Regions from separate parts of the Danio rerio genome. Here region 2 is linked to region 1. A link is a contact called in public Micro-C data. All regions are on one chromosome and are shown on one strand. Each heading gives the region's core, a stretch centred on a gene start, on an enhancer-like site or on the middle of the called end of the contact. The rest is flanking DNA. Distances are from core to core; before and after follow the strand shown.

Region 1 (6,577 bases), core at 162-2,661:
AGACAAAAAACAATTTAGGCGTAACGGTGGCACAGTGGTTAGCAATGTTGCCTCACAGCAAGAAGATTGCTGGTGCCAGCCCCTTCTGGGTCAATTGGCATTTCTGTGTGGAGTTTGCATGTTCTTCCTGTGTTGGAGTGGGTTTTCTCTGGGTGCTCCGGTTTCCCCCACAGTCCAAACATATGCGCTGTAGGTGAATTGAATGAGCCAAATTGACTGTAAGTGTATGAGTGTGCATGCAAGAGTGTATGGAAGTTTCCTAGTGGTGGGTTGCAGCTGGAAGGGCATTCACTGCGTAAAACGTATGCTGGATAAGTTGGCAGTTCATTATACTGTGGCGGCCCCCGATTAATAAAGGGACTAAGCTGAAAAGAAAGTGAATGAAAAAAACAATCTAGAAATCTTGTTTTTGCATGCTGTGTCCACCAGATGGCAGTCACACTCCACCAAGAGCAGTTTCACAGACAAAGATGTTGTTTCTGCACTTGTGTAAAACACACATTTTCAACATTTCATGCTGATTTATAAATAAACCATGTAAAATAGACATTTTAGTATTCTTCATATCAATTATAGACTATCACTAAGCCCAGGGGTGACCAATCTCCCTCCTGGAGGGCTGGTGTCCTGCAGATTTTAGCTCCAACTTGCTTCAACACACCTGCAAGGATGCTTATAGACTGCCTAGTAGGAGCTTGATTAGCTAGCCCAGTCTGTCTGATTGGGGTTGGAACTAAACTTTGCAGGACACCGCCCTCCAGGATCGAGTCTGGACATCCCTGACTAAGCCTATCATGACTAAATCTAGTAGAAATAAACGCTTCACTTAAGCTTAAAGTCAATGAGGCACAAAAGACCATGACATTTTATAAATACAGTATGGCTGAATGAAACTCATTTCCCATTCCAGTATACAGGAGTCAACATTTAACGTGAATAAAAACCTTCAAATTTGACGTCAAATGTTGAAGCCTCTATTCTTATTCACATATTTAATAGATGTATAAATTGCCCTTTTATTTGCAATCTATAACTGTTTTCTATCTTTTATTGAGCACTTTAATGAGATGCAAACTGTATTAAAGCGTGTGGTTTATGTTTATGTTTTAATCTTCTCCTTCAGCTTTTTTTCTTTTCTTTTCTAATGACTGCAGCAGACGTGTGTGTGTGTGTGTGTGTGTTTTACAAGGCGAAGTCTGTTTTTGAGATTTGCAGCTCCAGACAGACGATGGATTCCTGTTTCCTTCTAAAAACTCCTTCAGTATCTTTTGTCTTTATTTAGTGTCAGACTGGATCGAGATCCAAATCTTGCTATTCCAGATCCGGCTCTTGTTTCACATCGTTGTGGTGTCGCTATATATTGAGCCGAATATCCAGATGTTGGGTCCCTGTGGCCCTCTGGGGCCCCAAACCTCCTCCCGTTCTTCTTCTACATTCTCCACAGTATGAGTCAGCACTGCAGCGGCTCCAGCGGACTCCATCTATCATGTTGAGTTTCATTACAATGTAGCACTTAAACCAAACATTGCTTGAAAACGAACCTCTGACAAGCCAATCTGTTCTGTGTCTCCTTCATAAAACCACAAACGCGGGTCACAGAGCACAGCCGTCGCCAGAACCTTCACGTCATCTCCAAACGCATGACTCACGGGGTGAGAGATGATCCTCGATGTGGCAGGATCTGCTATAGCGAACACGTGTGTGTGTGTGTGTGTGTGTGTGTGTGTGTGTGAAATTAGCTGACTTGTTTAAGATGAGATTCCGAGAGCTGCTGTTGTGAAAGTGAACAACTGCATGAGCAAGACTCTTCTTAAAGGGATAGTTCACCTAAAAATGTAAAATTATGTCATTAGCTACAGTTAAAGTTAGCTCTCCTGAATTATTAGCCCCCCTGTGATTAAAAAAAAAAAATATGTGTATACATGTTATGCCGAGTTCAGACTGCATGATTTTCAAAGTAGTCGTGTCACAGATGTTTTCACACTGCATGACTATCTGGGCTTGCGTTTCGCTTGCGTTTTTTTTTTGCTTTGTTTACACTGCAAGATGAATCGGCGAAAGGGACTTTTACATTGTATGATTTTACTATAGGATGAATCGCCGACAACTTCATCCAAACTATGTCTCACAGCCAAAAACACGTAGTATATCTTTTGTTATTAACTACATAATGAGAAAGAAGCCTTTAATGGGGTAGAACATGTACATGTTTGCTCACCTGGGTTTAAAGGGAATTGGCCATTTCTCCTCAACGTTGATAAGAAACTAATTTCTTTCTGTATGAAATGTCAAACAGACACGGTTGCTCCTGAGTCCTGTCAAACCTCCACTAGTTTTTCCTCCATTTCGTGGGTCCAAATAAACCAAAAAAGAGCGGTTTTAACTTCTTTTAACTTTTAACTTCTCCCCCAGCCTCCCGCTGGCCTGCAGCAGGTATACACGCAAGCACACACAAGTGAAAGCCGCTCTCTCATTGGCTGTAGGCGATCGCTGATGTTATTTTCAGTCAAAACTCAATTCACACGGCATGATTTGAATCGCCGACAGCTCCAGATATTTAGCACGCCAAATATCTCACAGGCATCGGCGACTCATCGGCGATTCTCTCAGATCGCGTCTTTGATAGTTCATACTGTGTGATTGTCACTCACGTGCACGAGCACCGATTTGCCTGTGATTTCAGGCATTTGTCGGCGATTTCTCAAAACCTGTCGGCGAGCCAAAATCGGGGCTAAAATCATCCAGTCTGAACTCGGCATTAAAGTGCAATTTAAAGGCTTAATTAGGGTAATTAAGCAAGTGATTACACGCACAAAAAAAAATCTGTACAATAACAGTAAAATGGCTGTATAATTAAACAGATTTTTTCTGTTCTACATGTATTACGGGTGTTTTTCTGTTTATATACATTTTTGGATTGCATTATGGGAAGGAGATTGCAGCTCAGACAGCATTTGATGGACACCAGGACATATTCAGACTTGCGGAGTCTTAAAAGCATTGAAAAAGTCTTATGTTTAATAATCTCAAATTAAGGCCTTAATAGCCTTGTATGTGGTATACAAAGTCTTGGATTTCGTTACAAAGGATTTTTTTTTTGCCTTTCCTTGGATTAAAGATCAAACTTTGACAAAATGAACTGTTACTAATGTAATTTAAAAAATCATGCAGCATAACGTTGAGTGCATCTCTCGCTCCATGTCATAACAGAAAGTGCGTCACCCTAGCTTAGGCTACTATGGCGAGGGAGACGATCGCGAGTATTTACAACGCTCCAACTACTTAAAAACGCAGAAACTGATAAATTTCACTGCATGTGTTTTCTGGACAGTCTTTCACTGACACAGCAGAAGCTGCGATTGAGAGAATGAAAGTAAACTCTATTTCTCTCTCTCTCTCTCTTACTGTGGCCCATTTGACCTGCTGGCATGACTTTTGCTCTCCTCTCGGCTGATATAGCGATACTTGTGGATAGAGGCTTGCATTCCTTTGGCTGTAACGCAAGACCCGCGAGACCAGACCAGATTTCTTGTAGCGTGGAAATGCATATCTGAATAAGGAGCGGGTGAGCATGCGTGTGTGTGTGTGAATAAGAGAGAGCGTATGCTTGGTGCTTTGTGTCCATGTGTGTGTGTGTTTATACAGACAGCTTGTTACAGGTGTGTGTGTGGGTTTCTACACTTGTACATTATTTTCTAGGGTTAAAAATTTATACAGATTTTACATTTTTCCCTCATACTTCTGTCGGAACGGGTACGAAGTTGGCATTGAATTTCATTTGGACTGGTATTAAAAAGTTCTTAAAAAGCCTTGAATTTCATTTGGAGGATCTGGGGGTACCCGGATATTTCTTTCAGTTTTTCCCGGGTAAGTATGATTAATAAAAGAATATCACAATACTTTAGTTAAAAGGCTGCTTTATGACCTTTATATCATTAATTTTCTTGTCGGCTTAGTCCCTTTATTAATCTGAGGTCGCCACAGCGGAATGAACCGCCAACTTATCCAGCAAGTTTTTACGCAGCGGATGCCCTTCCAGCTGCAACCAATTTCTGGGAAACATCCACACACACATTCACACGCACTTATACACTATGGACAATTTAGCCTACCCAGTTCACCTTTAACGCATGTCTTTGGACTGTGGGTTAAACCGGAGCACCCAGAGGAAACCCTCGCGAAGGCAGGGAGAACATGCAAACTCCACACAGAAACGCCAACTGAACTGAGGTTCGAACCAGTGACCAAGTGACCCTCTTGCTGTGAGGCGACAGCACTACCTACTGCCTATATCATTATTTCAATCGATTACTGTATTGTTAGCAGCGGCTATGGAAAGTACAACAGTTAATTACATTGGAAATTGTTATAGGAATTTCCCCATTAAGGTCAAACTGAACTACAAGTGGTTTGATGTAATTCAAACAAGCATTTCCTAATGATTTATTTATTTATTTATTTTGACCTTTTATTTTTTTCCTTGTCATTAAATATGCTATCTGTTCATTTACAGTTGTTGGTCCGTATTTTTTTAACTGCTGTGCGCAGGAAGTAACGCCCCAATCCTCTGCACTGCCTGAGCCTGACTGGATTATGGGTAAACTTCAGCTCATCTGTGAGAGTGTGAAAGGTATGTTAATCATTTAATAGAAATATATATTATATATAACAAGTGGTTTGCTGCCAAGTGTGACGCGGCCGGGATGAGAATCAGCTCCTCCAAGTCCGAGGCCATGGTGCTCGACTAGAAAAAGGTAGTTTGCTAGCTCCAGGTTGGAGAAAAGTCCTTACCCCAGGCGGATGAAGTCAAGCATCTTGGGGTTTTGTTCATGAGTGAGGGAAGGGTGAAATGTGAGATCGGTGCAGCACAAGCAGTTATTTGGTTGATGTACTGGTCCATTGTGGTAAAGAAGTAGCTGAGCTGAAAGGCAAATCTCTCCCGGTCAATCTACATTCCTACTCTCACCTATGTTCATAGGCTTTGGGTCATTACCGAAAGGACAAGATCTTGGATACAAGCGACTGAAATGAGTTTCCTTCACAGGTGTGTCACCTGGAAGGAGCTCGGAGTAGAGCCGCTGCTACTCCACATCAAGAGAAGTCAGCTGAGGTGGCTCAGGCATCTGTTTTTGTTGCCTCATGGACGCCTACTTTGGGAGGTGTTCCAGGCATGTCCCACTGGGAGGAGGTCTCGGGGAAGACCCAGGATATGCTGGAGGTACTATGTCTCTCGGCTGGCCTGGGAACGCCTCAGGATCCCTTCCGGAGGAGCTAGAGGAAGTGTCTGGGGAGAGGCAAGTCTGGGATCCTCTCCTGAGGTTGGTGGAAAGCCCCGGAAAAGCGGATGAAAATGAATGAATAAATCTATAATAGTGGTTTGTTCTGTAAACAATTGAAAAGAAAATATTGATTAAGGGGGCTAATAATATTGACGTTAAAATGGTTTTCAAAAATTTTTTAATTGCTTTTACTTATTACTTATTTGAACAAATAAGACTTTCTCCAGAAGAAAAAAATATTATAGGAAATACTGTGGAAAATTCCTTGCTTTAAGCATCATTTGGATAGCTTATAATTTTGATTTCAACTGTGCTTCCTTCTGCCTCTTATGCATATTTTGAAATAACGCATAAACAAATGCTTTTTGGAAATGCCAAGATGTGCATACATTTTTAAAGCACTTAATTGAACAGGAACGACAGGTTATCCCATGAGATAAAGGCACGAAACTGCAATGGAAACATATTTACGTCATGTAAGAGTTGTTGTGAAAGTGAAGAAATGCATGATCAAGTCCACTGACTCTCTTCTTTAAGGGATACTTCACCCAAAAAATTTAAATTCTGTCATTAGCTGTGTTTTATGCACATTTTGAAATATTGCATAAAAAATGCTAATTGGAAATGCCAAGAAGCGCATAAATAAAAAAACATTTTGAAAGCACACAACTGAATAGGATCAACAGTTTATTCGATAAGAAAATTGCAGTACAACTAAAATGGAAACACATTTACTTAATGTCAGTATGTGCATCAAAAAAATCATGTGATTTGGTTTTAACAGATCACTTGATAATACAGGCATAATGGATCGGCATTGATGGACAATAATGATCTGTTTTTTTTTTTAAGGGGATAGTTCACCTAAAAATGAAAGTTCTGTCATTAGCTGTGTTTCCATTCTCCTATTTTGAAATATTTCATAAACAAATGCTTTTTGGAAATGCCAAGATGTGCATACACAAAGCATATACTTGAACAGGATCGGCGGGTTATCCGATAAGAAAAAGGCATGTAAGGTACAATGGAAACACATTTATTTAATGTGAGAGTTGTTGTGAAAGTGATCAAGTCCGCTGACTGTTTTTTTTTTCTTAAAGGGATAGTTCACCCAAAAATGAAATTTCTGTCATTAGCTGTTCCCATCTATTTTATGAACGTTTTAAAATATTACATAGAAAAAAGCTTAATGGAAATGCCAAGATGTGCATGCATTTTGGAATTTTACAAACTGAGTAGGATCAACGTTTTATCCTATAAGGAAAATGTACATAAACTGCAATGAACAACTTCAGGAT
Region 2 (6,289 bases), core at 2,391-4,890, 180 kb after region 1:
TGTTTCTGTGGAAAGTTCTGGTCAGGATGAGAGGTTTGAGGCCTGTGTCTCATGACATCATTGAGGGGGTTTCCAAAGTACCCATACAGGTCAGAAATGTGTGTGTGTGTGTATGTGTGTGTGTGTGTGTGTGTGTGTGTGTGTGTGTGTGTGTGTGTTTCCCACTGAAGTACAAGTCCTACAGTAGTATGTCTAAAATCAGGATGATTCATGCATTACTCATGGTACGCATCTGCTTAATCTGCATTATTTCAGACTGTGTTTCAGTTTATTATTTGCATAAAGATAATATGAGAATAAAGATACAAAAGCTGTACTGGATTGGTATCTTTTAAAAAGTTACACTTTCTATGTAAAGTTGACACATAAGGGTAATTACTAGGAGTGTCACGATTTCGATTTTTAGTCGAAATCGATCAAAATTTATGCTCAATTTCGATTATCAAATCAAAAAATAGAATCGTCGATGCTGCCACGCCCCCATGTCACGTCAGCTTGGCTTGCCAAGCGGGAAAAAACATGCTTGTTGATGTGCTTGTTAAACTGCAGAAGCAGGAAACCCGTCGACAGAACTGAAACCCTCTCCTCTTTCAATGAAGTCGCGGGGGGATTTCCAGTAAGTTATGTTGACAACGTTCGTGTTGTCGACAAAAAAAACAAAACACAGTTTTGCAAGCTCTGCTATGTACGTATTACGTACGGTTCGTCCGATAGACAACACCGGCATCGCGATCCTCCGCCCGCCCCCGTTGCAAATCCGCTCGCGAAAAGTACACACTCAGGCCCTGTTTACACTGTCTTTGTTTTTTAAATGGCATTTTAAAACGACAACGATTTGACATCCACAGTGGCGTGTAGCATTTCTGAGCAGCCCTCCTTCCTCTCTACCTCTGAAAATGCACATCACGTGACCACTTAGACACAGCCATGCGCTCGAGACAGCAGGTCCAGGCAGTCAGAGGATCAGTAGACTGCTTCAATCTTTCACTCACTTGTACTTGGTCATTTTAGCGCACACCTCAGATACTGTTGGCTGGTTCCTGTTGGTTGTGCGTCTTTTTTACCGACGCCATTATAACGACACAGATCACTGCCAATTCACGAGTCCCGCAGAAAAAGTGATTGACAGGTGGTAATTATGTGTGTATCTTGCCTTTATTCATTTTCTGTATGATTTGTTTATGGGTGAAACAAAGACCATGCAGGTCAGGTAGTTTAAACGGTAGGCTACAAATAATTAATTGGTCATTAATTAATTAATTATTCATAATCAAAAATCGAATCGAATCGTGCCTTTAGAATCGAAAATGTAATCAAATCGAGGATTTGGAGGATCGTGACACCTTAGTAATTACACACTAATTAAACGGAAGAGTTAAGCTTTGTTTTTCTGTTAATTTTTGAGTGCAGTGCTAATTGTCTAATCCGATTCAATGATGTATGCCAGGCATTCTCAACTGGTGGGCTGCGGTGATGCTGCAGATGGGGCGTGGTATAGGCTAGCTTAAAATTAACTTAAATATTATACTATAATTATTTGATTTCCTTATTAAATATGTTATATGGCATTTCGCGTTTTCCGTGAAATTACTTCGGACTCGGTGCAAAAACAGCCTCACTGTTATATAGACTTAACTGTGTAACCACTGCATACCAGCTAGGACTACATTCTCAGCTTTATAAAGCAAATGCAAATCTAAAGGTAACGATGATCAGAGTTCGTGCGTGTCTCACGTCTGCGACTCGTACTGTATCAGAGTCGCACAAGTCCACTGATTTACAAACTGTTTGCTCTCTGTTTGAACCCTTTAAAATATGCGTGTAGTTGTCCAAATGTCCTGCGACCGTTTTATAATGGACGCGTGCCCATACAAAAGGATTAAGCGAGACTCTGTGGTGTTTCTGTAGTAAAACTGCTGTTTACTGTTCCTGACAGCGAACTCCAATAATATCCAGCTGCAAACCCAACCGACTTTGGATTGATGTGTTTCAACAGATTTAGGGTGTTTTTAATGTATTTTACATTTCTTTTCTTATTTGTAATGGATATGAATAGTAGACTAATAGATGAATAGTAGTAGTCAGTCCAATTCAAAGCAGCAGTTTTTTTTTTTTTTTGACATCTCCTGTTGTCCTGTCAGGTTCATTTATTGAAGAAAAAGCCCAAATACTCCCACATACATATATATATATATATATATATATATATATATATATATATATATATATATATATATATATATATATATAGATATATATATATATATAGATATAGATATAGATATATATATATAGATAAATAAATAAATAAATAAATAAAAAAAAAAAAAAAAAAATATATATATATATATATATATATATATATATATATATATATATATATATATATATATAATTTATTTAATTTATTTAACTGTTTCAAGAGTTCACACTTAGCTGATGATTGATTATAAAGCTTGTTTGGCATGCTGTCCCGGGAGAGAGCCCTGAGCTTATTAGATCCTCGAGCCTGGGGCTCCCTCCCATTTGCAAGGCGAAAGGGGAGTTTGAGCTTAGGTAGATCTTGAGAACTCCCCTGCTGTAGTAGCTAGTGAACAGAAAGTGATTGCTCTTAAGAGATAACTATTTACTAGGAGCATGTCTTTGGTGCCGGTTTGAATAAGTCAATTAACTTAGGTTGCAAGCTTTTTTGACAGTGGGAGGAAACCGGAGAACCCAGGGGAAACCCACGTGAGCATGGGGAGAACGTGTAAACTCCACACAGAAACGTCGGTTGGCTTGGTAAGGACTAGAAATAGTGACGTTCTTGCTGTGAGGCAACAGTGCTAACCACTGGGCCACCGTGCCACCCATCTAGGAAAGGAGGGGGAGTAGGGGCGGAAGGGGGGATTCTCAAAATGAAGATGGCTGTTATATTGAACTCATAGTTTTTATAGTGGCTTAGGAATCGTCTGATTGGTGAATCGTAAATTAAATAATGCAGGGCCAGCTGCAAGCAATCATAAGCACTTGATACTCTCGAAATTAGTTTATAAATAAACTTCACCTATACTTCAGTGTCTTTTGCAATTGTACTTAATTGTACTGCAGTTATACTTCTTTATACTGCAGTTTTGCTTCAGTTTACTGCAGTTGTTTTCGTAAGGGAAGGTAAAAGTGCTTCTGCCACACTATGAGACCAGCTGAATGATTTCAAAAATTGTAAAAGTCATGAAATGAAATGAGTTTCAGCCGTAAAATAAGCCTATTTAAAGAAATAAAAAAACAGTGGAGAAAAGTTTACTACTCATCTTTTTTGAAGTAAAGTCAACTGATGTCTTTTCACAGTGTGTATGTAATTAGGAATGAATGAGCTGTCCCTGCACGAATGAAGGCGAACATGAAAGAAACATTTGAGCAGACGTTTCGGTTCAGCTATATTCCAAATCAAACTTTCCCGGCAAAAACACAGTCTAAACAGTTCGTCTGTCAATGCCGCAGTTGAGGAAACACAACCTGAACCCAACTGTAAACGTCATTATCATCAGACAGAGAAGTGAAAGTCGAGTTGAGTGATGGCAAAAGGCAGAAACGAAGGAGCGAATGCTGACGGATGAAAGGAACACAGGAAAAACGCAGCGGTAGACGCTTTTTAGAGCTGTTGATTTTGGCCCTGATCTTAAAGGCCTCCAGACGCTGCCACTGTGTGTGTGTCACTGGATGCTTCGGTTTCTGTGGTTGGTTTTTATTTTTTTTTTACATTTTGAGAATGGGCAGACATTGACTGTGTGTGTTTGTGTGTGTGTGTGTGTGTGTGTGTGTGTGTGTGTGTGTGTGTGTGTGTGTGTGTTTGCGAGCACATGCATGTGGCTTTTGTGGTCTTGACTTAAGTCTGATATTCTGTCGTTTTTGTGGTGTGCTTCATGCTGGTTCGTTAAAATGCTTTTGCGATCTTTCCTGCTGCGAGAGCTTGTGTTGTAATGCGGATCACATTTGGTCTGTTTCTCATGTCTTGGGCTTATGAGGTCATAAGCAGCTGGGATGATGTCATTTTTAAACAAACCTAATAAGCACAAGACCTCAAAGTCTTGAAAATAATGCGAGTTTGTGTGTGTGTTTGAATCTAACACAAGCTGTCACAAGAATGTGTCTGTATTATATGTTATTTAGTACAAGTGAACCATTTTTTGTCAGTCATAATTTTAATATTCAATTATTCGTTCATTCATTCATTCATTCATTCATTCATTCATTCATTCATTCATTCATTCATTCATTTTCTTTTGTCTTCATTATTTTCGTTAGACTAATTATCTCGGACAAACCCAGAACACCCAAACTCTGCAGTGCTTTTTAATTCTCCATAAATAAAACTTGTGCAGCAATGTTTTTTCAGCTTGACATCCTCTGAGAAAAAAGGGTTCCCTACCAATCTACATACCAGTTAATGTTTAGATTTCAAAACATATATGTAAATATTTATCAAAAATTCTGTAAATATGAATATGACTCTTCTATTTCGAACTGTGCAGTAGTGAGGGGTCGTTCATGAACGATTCGTTCATTTTGATTTCACATATTTGAATCTTCAATATGACTCGGGAACTACGAGTCCTCTCAGGGAGTGATTCGTTCATCCGTGCGTGCGCACATTTGTGCAGGTGGTATCGTTCATTTCAAGTCTTCATCACATTTCGAGTCGTTCATCGCGGAAAGGCAGAAGCCATCATACGCGTTTAGAGCCGGAAAAAGATTTGATCCGTTCATCTCTCGAGTCTTCTATCGGGTTTGAATCACTCGTTCATCACGGGCCAATCATACGCGTTTAGAGCCGGAAAAAGATTTGATCCGTTCATCTCTTGAGTCTTCTATCGGGTTTGAGTCACTCGTTCATCACGGGCCAATCATACGCGTTTAGAGCCGGAAAAAGATTTGATCCGTTCATCTCTCGAGTCTTTTATCGGGTCTGAGTCACTCGTTCATTATGGGCCAATCATATGCGTTTAGAGCCAAAAAAAGATTTGATCCGTTCATCTCTCGAGTCTTCTATCGGGTCTGAGTCACTCGTTCATCACGGGCCAATCATACACGTTTAGAGCCGGAAAAAGATTTGATTCGTTCATTTCTCGAGTCTTCTATCGGGTCTGAGTCACTCGTTCATCACGGGCCAATCATACGCGTTTAGAGCCGGAAAAAGTATTGAACCGCTCTTCTCTCGAGTCCTCGGGTTTGAGTCATTCTGTCACGTAAATAACGAATGACTCAAGACTTGAAAGGTGAACTAATTATCATGGCTCCTATCGGCTCAGATTGTGTACATTGGTTAAAATTATATGTGACTGCCAGTTTAATATGAACGAACCCCTGACATTAGAAGACATGAAGAGGTGAGCTGAGTAAAGAGACAAAAATGCCTTCATTGACAAACGAGCAGGTAAACATTGAAGTATCATTTTCTCCTTCTTATAGAATTCTTTTTTTGACTTATTTGTCGTGTGATCAACCTTTTGGGCTAGTTGTATCAGTGTTTGGAAGCAATTTGTAACATTTATTAACAATTTGCCAAATTGAACCAAATGAACGAAATGACTCGAAAAAAGATTTGTTCTTCTTGATCGAGATCCGAGTCAGTAAAATGATCCGAACTTCCCATCACTACTGTGCAGTGCTGTAGCTGCTTAAATTGGATAACTACGCTACCTTATTTCAATACTGGTCATAATGGTGGTACTTAGAGAGACTATTTTTTTCTGAGGTGGTACTTGGTGAAAAAAGTTTGAGAACCACTGGTCTATACTGGACATTATTTCTGTTAAGTGACAAGACTTTTGTTTAAGCAAAGTCAGCCCTTACTGTCCTAATTAAATAATTAAAAAAATCAAGACATGATCATATTGTATTTTGGTAAAATAAACATAATCTAGAGGCCTTTGCCTTTCCTATAAGCTACTTCTGATCGGAAATGATCAACTAGAAGTTTACATTTACATTTAGCAGAAGTTATTTATTGTTATTCCTAAAACTTGAATAGGCGACAAGGCTTTTGTCAGGTAGTGTATATGAGCATAATCATACAAATCTACACACATTTTGTACACACATATTTGTTCAATTAATATGCAATATCTGAAATATGTTTCCATGAAAGTGTCCGTACATGCAGTGTGTGAGAGAGAAAGTGTTGCATGTGTGTTCAAAATGGCAGGACAGAACAAGGAATCATGATGTTTTGGTGCACTGAGAGGAACGTGCTGTACTCTGGGCTTCCTACCAGAACAGTTTGGGATCATTCCTCTGTTCTTGCTCATTA

The links. A called contact is a pair of places that touch in the nucleus more often than the background predicts.
Region 2: a Micro-C map of caudal fin shows a contact between it and region 1, with 7 times the contacts expected there. The contact joins two enhancer-like sites. A contact is called at or near these places in 1 of 18 Hi-C or Micro-C datasets (caudal fin) and 1 of 4 datasets of contacts at active chromatin or transcription factors (caudal fin).

Annotation. Positions count from the first base shown.
Region 1 is chr21:7,686,375-7,692,951 of GRCz12tu, forward strand. No RefSeq gene overlaps it. Among named protein-coding and RNA genes, the nearest start is that of cenpt, 29 kb to the left of the region's middle. Within about 2 kb of position 1,412, at least 18 of the 62 cell types and tissues checked have an H3K27ac peak or open chromatin away from gene starts, as enhancers often do. A contact at or near this core is called in caudal fin, where this site is marked.
Region 2 is chr21:7,865,746-7,872,034 of GRCz12tu, forward strand. The region is part of intron 4 of col5a1 (procollagen, type V, alpha 1); the gene reads left to right. Among named protein-coding and RNA genes, the nearest start is that of col5a1, 85 kb to the left of the region's middle. Within about 2 kb of position 3,641, at least 5 of the 62 cell types and tissues checked have an H3K27ac peak or open chromatin away from gene starts, as enhancers often do. A contact at or near this core is called in caudal fin, where this site is marked.